Regions from separate parts of the Zea mays genome. Here region 2 is linked to region 1. Evidence: chromatin contacts called from public Hi-C data. All regions are on one chromosome and are shown on one strand. The core of a region is the stretch at or near the end of the contact, and the rest is flanking DNA. Distances in the headings are between cores, read along the strand shown.

The links. A called contact is a pair of places that touch in the nucleus more often than the background predicts.
Region 2: a Hi-C map of ear shows a contact between it and region 1, with 1.7 times the contacts expected there. The contact joins the promoter of LOC100280223 here to the promoter of LOC100275140 in region 1.

Annotation. Positions count from the first base shown.
Region 1 is chr4:82,868,562-82,871,987 of Zm-B73-REFERENCE-NAM-5.0, forward strand. It overlaps LOC100275140, which reads right to left and starts at 1,495. Exons shown (of 3, transcript NM_001150506.2): 1 at 1,112-1,495; 2 at 1-5. The coding sequence starts at 1,402.
Region 2 is chr4:83,185,488-83,188,913 of Zm-B73-REFERENCE-NAM-5.0, forward strand. LOC100280223 reads left to right here and starts at 1,613. Exons shown (of 10, transcript NM_001153153.1): 1 at 1,613-2,045; 2 at 2,730-2,823. The coding sequence starts at 1,867.

The sequences.
Region 1 (3,426 bases), core at 245-2,744:
CCGACCTGCCAGATCAAACAAAGATAAAATTAGAAAAATTGTTTACTGTCAATTTTCAAGAATTTTTAAAATGGATGCCATAAAAAAACGAGGTATCATGTAAGAGTTTATGGGATCAAAACTACACGCAAAAGCAATCTACCATGTTCTATTGCTAGCAGAAGTAATTCACCATGTTTTCGTTTCTGCTTACAACATGCTCCCTTCGACTTCAAATGCAGTTAATTTTGAGTTGTCTAAAGTCAAACTAACCTAAGTCAGATAAGTTTTTTAGAAACAACGTTATTAAATGAGTACTATTAAAAACACTGCTACCCTATGAAATCTAATTTTTAGAAGGAATATGAAATCTATTTTTATAGTTTACCTATTTGAGGTCGTAGATGTTAATACTTATTTTGTAATTGTTAATTTAGTTAAACTTATGGTTGTTTGGTTTAGAGAAAACCTAAATCTATTAGGTTTCAGGACAGAGGGATTACAATTCAGCCTATTCTTCACTTCCCCCAACAGATTCGCAAACATTCTTCACTTTCCCCAACAGATTCGTAATCATATATGGCCCTGATAGGGATGGAACGGATAAATATCAACCTTTTTTCTTTTTTCTTTGATTGCGAATAAATAGTATATAAAATCTGCTATGCAAAATGGTATTATCGTTTTTTAGCTATGAGCTTGTAAAGATTCATAAAATTTAAACCTCAAATTTATATCTTCTCAAATGAAAGATATAAAATTCCGATACAAATTCAGATATTTTTTCACCTTTTCGGTTGTGAGGAGCAAATAATACATAAAACAATTTATACAAAATTTTATTCTTATCTGTAATAATATGCTTGATAACATAAAAAAAGATTAACATAAAATTCCATACCTATCTATTTTAAAATATTAAATTTGTCTAACAATTCGGATACCCACTTTCATCCTTGCCCCTGAGATCTAAAAAGCACAAATCTAAACCAACATTGCAATAGTGACCATGGCACAGTTAACCGCTACGCAATCACCTACAGAAAATAAACTAAAGAAGATAGAGCCAGATTTAGTAAACAGGGCAAGAAAACCCATGCTCATGTGACGGATCAAGGAGGCGCGCGCCCACCGAGATGACGAGGATGGCGCGGAGGCCGCTGCCCCGCCTGGTCCACTCAAGCAGGTCCCGCGCGGAGTTCCGGGACGCCCCCCTCAGGCGCGGCGCGGCGTCGCAGGACGCCGCCCGGAGCCGCCGGAGCAGAGGCTCGTCCGGGTACCAGACGCCGTCGACGAAGCTGCGGAGGACGCCGGCGAGCGTGTCCTCCTCGCCGACGTCGACCTCGCGGGCGCCGGAGGGGGCCTCGCCGTTGGTGGCGGGCCTGGCAGAGGCGTCGGCGGGGGCGGGCCCGTCGACATCCATTGGCGGCAAGATGTGGGGACCGGGGAGGAGTCAATGCAACTGGGCACTGGCGTGGCGTACTGCCGTACTGGCGTCGCCGAGGGGAACAGGAACGGATGGGGATATGCGCTGTGCTGGATTTAACGAGGGGTTCGGGGACACGTGGCGGCTGGAGTAGCGCGATCATCGCCACGTAGGTGAGGGATGTATCCCGTGGGCCGACCTCCGCGAGCACCACGAATTCACTCTCCATCGACCATTCGAGCCTTGGAGTACTATTGGGTGTTGGGTACTTGGGTGTCCAGGGCCAGTTACCGGAACTAATTACTAGTTACCGGAACTAATTACTGCTAAAATAAGAAAGCTAATAAGTTAACGAATTTTTAACTAAATATCTAACTAGTTGTTTATCTGACTAATTAGTTAAATTCAGCTGAGTTTCTATCAATAGCAACTACTTCTTCACGTATCCTGTTAGTCGTCGTTTTGGACAAATTTTAAGTTAAATTTATAAAATTTTGACTATAAATAACCATTTTATTATGTAGTTTTGAAATATAATGTTTATATGCACCGATTTATCTTAACATGTACTTTTATAAAAACATCAATGTATTAAAAGTTTATTTGTATTTAAAAAAATATTGGTCAAAATTATATTTTAGAGACTCTGTCGCTGTTCTAAATAATAACTAATAGTACATCGAAGGGTGTAGCTCTATCTATCATCTAGAGTCATTGCTACACTCTCACTTGGATCAGGCTAAGTAGAATTATTTGGCAGAAACTACGTGTCCCGAAGTATGTGGTAGTGAACATCTTTGAATTTGGTGACGGCGACGTTGTAGCTCTCAAGTATCGACTCAAGCAATACTGGCATCTTCCAATTCGCCCATTTGTCAACTCAAATCAGAGATTGATAGGACCCTAAATGCATGGGTGTTTTGAGGGTTTTGTTATTGAAAGAGAAATAGCTTCCACTTTTTCTAATTGATTTTGGTGGTTGAATTGTCCAACACAAATAATTGAACTAACTAGTTTGCTCTAAGTTATGAGTTCTACAGGTGCCAAAGGTCCACAACAAACCAATAAAAAGACCGAAAAAGGATTTAAATATAGAAAGCTAAAGTCAGCCGAAGTGTGCCCTGGTCTGGCGCACTGGACTGTCCGGTGTGCCACCGGACAGTGTTTGGTGCACCAGGAATTTCAACTCCGAACTGCTCACCTTCGGGAATTCTGGAGGCCACTCCGCTATAATTCACCGGACTGTCCGGTGGCGCACCGGACTGTCCGGTGTGCCAGCGGAGCAACGGCTACTTCGCGCCAACGGTCGTCTGCAGAGAGCATTAAATGCGCTATAGTGCGCGCCAGAGTCAGAGCAGAGCCAGATGGCGCACCGGACACTGAACAGTGCTTGTCCGGTGCACCACCGGACTGTCCGGTGGCCCAGAAGACAGAAGCTCCAACGGTCGAAATCCAATGGTTTGGTGACGTGGCAGGCGCACCGGACAGTATCCGGTGGCGCACCAGACTGTCCGGTGCGCCATGCGACAGCAGCCTTCACCAAACGGCTAGTTTGGTGGTTGGGGCTACAAATACCCCCAACCACCCCCCATTCATGGCATCCAAGTTTTCTGACTTCCCACACCTTACAAGAGCTATAGCATTCAATACAAGATACACAAAAGAGATCAAATCCTCCCCCAAGTCCTTAGTTCATTCCAAATCAAATAGTGACTTGTGAGAGAGTGAATTGTGTTCATTTGAGCTCTTGCGTTTGGATTGCTTCTTTTTCTCATTCCTTCTTGTGATCAACTCAATTGTAACCGAGGCAAAAGACACCAATTGTGTGGTGGTCCTTGCGGGGACTTTGTGTCCCGTTTGATTGAGAAGAGAAGCTCACTCGGTCTAAGTGACCGTTTGAGAGAGGGAAAGGGTTGAAAGAGACCCGGTCTTTGTGACCACCTCAACGGGGAGTAGGTTTGCAAGAACCGAACCTCGGTAAAACAAATCCTTGTGTCACACTCTTTATTTGCTTGCGATTT
Region 2 (3,426 bases), core at 363-2,862, 320 kb after region 1:
CGGAGTGGCGCAGGCGGCACTGTCCTTCTGTCAGACTGGCCAGTGGAGCGGTGGAGTGACGGCGGTCACCTCGGCTCTGCCGGGGGCGCGTGTCAGGATAGAGGTGTCAGGCCACCTTTGCGTTAAATGCCCCTGCAATTTGGTCAGTCGGTGCGGTGATTTAGTCAAGGTTGCTTCTGAGCGAAGCCAAGGCCTTGGGCGAGCCGGTGATGTGTCCGCCATAAAAAGGGGGCCTCGGGCGAGACGGAAGTCTCTCGAGGTCGGCTGCCTTTGGCCGAGGTTAGGCTCGGGTGAAGCGTGATCGAGTCACTCGTGTGGACTGATCCCTGACTTAATCGTGCCCATCAGGCCTTTGCAGCTTTATGCTGATGGGGGTTACCAGCTGAGAATTAGGCGTCTTGAGGGTACCCCTAATTATGGTCCCCGACAATATTATCACACAACGATTATATAAAAGCGAGTAATATATATATATATTAACGTAGATTATCATCGACTTTAATATCTTATAAATCTTTTACCAACAACCAGTATAAAATTAACCTCGAGATCCAGAGCGCATTCTCCTTGTTGGGGCGAAGGCAAAGACGCCACCCTTCGCTCGAGGCCTTTGCTGCAGTCGCTGGTCTGACAGAGACAAAACGGGCAGGGACACCCTTCGCTCGATTCGGCTCCAGACGAAGGCCTGCGACGGCGTCATCCCACAGTGCGGCCTCGTCCAGCTCAGAGGCCCACGTGCGATCCGGCCCATTGTAACGGGCCCTGCGTGGCCGCCGCGTGTTACGGGCCTAATTTGTAAAGGCATCCCTGTAATTACAGTCTGTAACCCTACTTTATGGGAATATTCTGGGGATAACCTAGGTAGCTGAGGGCACATGCGTCCTTAGCACAAGGCGCTGGGCGCTCATGTACCTATAAATACCCCCGCACAGTGCCCGTGAGAGGCTAGATTAACAGAGCTATTGTCATCTAGCGCGTAACCCTGTTGTCGTAACTGTTCACCTTTGTTGGCCCCCCTTGCGAGTGAGAGCAAGTCCTAACATTTGGCTCTCTGCTTGCCGATGAGAAAGGTAAAAGCGACATCATGGATTAGGGCGCGCCAGCCGCGGCTGGCGCGTCCCATCCACGGTGTCACTTTTATGGTGAGACGGAGGCAAACAGGATGATCTCCTCGTGCCTTTTATGGTGGTACAGGGTAATCTGGTGAAGGAGACCGAGATGAGAGATCGGAGTTGACGCCGACAACAAGGAGGAAAACGCTCGTCATGGTTGCTTGTGCAGATATGTTTGGTTGCGTATGCATTTGTTAGGCAAAATATGGAGAAGAAAATTAGATATTGGACAAAACGGGAGTAGAGAAGAGACATGCCGCGATGTCATCGATGGCGGCCTGCCCGCCTCTCCAAATTTCCAAACTAATGATGTGGCTGTTGCCTGTTGGCCCATATGCCGTCACGCAGCCGTGAAATTAACACCCCCATGCTCCTGGGCTGCGCAAGCCCATACATAATTGGGCAGGCCCGAATCCCGTCGGCGAGGCCCAAGTCAACAATTCCCCCACCGACCAGCTTGTCCCCGTCCCACCTGCCCGGCGTGCCCGAACAGCGCCTCACCGCGCCGCACGCCTGCGTCGGTCGCCGACCCCAGTCACCGGTCCACGCCCGCCTCCCCCTTTCTCCTCCGCCCTTTCTTGTGACCGCCGCCGCGGGCCCTAGCCCGCCGTTCCCTCTCCGGCGCCCCGCTCCCGCACCCGCACCGGATCAGTCCGGGCCGCGTGGTCGCCCCCACCTACCGCCTCGGGTCCACTCGCTCGCGGTTGCGTGTCCCGCGGGGTGGCCCCTCGGGCCTCGGCAGCTCCGGTTTCGAATGGGGCTCTCGTCGGCCGCCACTGGCGACGGGGTGCAGCTCTGCGTGTTCGACCTCCAGAGGGGGCAACAGGAGGGCCAGGAGCTCGACAAGATCCTCTACTTCTACCCCGCCGACTGCCCCATCCTGCTCCAGCTCTCTGTCATCGGCCTCTGCGAGGGGATCGTCACTTTCACTAGGTTGCCTTCGCTCTCACTCATTTTTATTGTGCAGTTGGTCGCAATTTGAAGGTCTTGATCTGCTCGTGCTCCTCGCCAACAACAGCAGCAGCATCTTCTGCGTTTAGGAAAAGAATTGCACCCAGCTTTCTAGAGGGCTACAACAGCATCTAAGCTTATAGCATCACTTCAGTATTTCAAATCCGTAGATTGCTCGAGTATGCAAGTTTGGGTGAATCGATTTTGTTGCATGTGATCCAGCTTAGGTTTTTTCAAGCAAGAACAATTCTGGACTTGATTAGTTTTTTTGGCAGCGGGCCAATGGCGTTGGTTCCTAAGTTCACCTGTATGACAGTGGCAGATCTAGAAACATCTAGCCTTTTAATAGTAATAACATTTGTAATTTTGTATAGTGGTTTATTTTCACATAGTGTTCACAGTTCACATATTCATGTAGATCTCTAGACAACTGCAAATACTAATGGATGATTACTCAGACTGACATGGGGGTTAACATCAGTAATTGGGGCCCTTCATAAGCAACATCTCTTTTGTGGTCACATTATGACTTCCGTTTGCTCTTTGATAGTGTATTCTCCCCAAATTGCCATCCAAGTATTTCCTGACTCTATACTTTTGATAATTCATTTATTGCCTAATATTGCTGGGTTCCACATCTTATTTCTCAATGTTAGTTATATGCAGAATATTTTCCCCAGAAGAGGATTGCGAGGTTATAGAATCAGAGAAACACTCCCATGTTTTTTACCAAGCCGAAACGGATATTTGGATGGTTCTGGTAATGGCTTTTCACTACTTCAATAACTTAAGAAGTAAAAAGGGCAAAGATAGCCCTGGTATCATACACCCCACACACCTAGCCCTTACAATATAGTCTTCTTGAAGTACTATGTCACTACTTAATACTATGTCAATTTATCTCCGGATAGCACTGAAACTTTGGTTCAGAAGTTCTACATGTATTTAATTTGTGTTGATTAGTTCTAGTTCACTGTTAATGTATGATGTTTTATTGCCAGCTTGTCAACGAGTATGCTTTTTGATAGCATTGCTCTTATTATCTCCATGTATAAATTGTTTACCTGATAGTTGATAGAGAGAACACTACTCCCTGTATATTGCATTGTCCTTTCATACAACAGTGTCAATGTGATTTAGGGCATGTTTGGTAGAGCTCCTGCTCTGGCTCCGGCTACTAGTCATGCTCCATCTGCTCCTCTGCTGAAGCAGAAGCAGTTTGGCTTCATTTTGGCCAAGTCGAATTCTCCTGAATCTTGAAAGATGGTTGTTCTGAAATTTTCTGTACTCTGTAATACCCTTTCCTGTTTGACCTAAGCTGTATAGAGTTATATGTCGATATTAGATCTTTTCCTTAATGTAT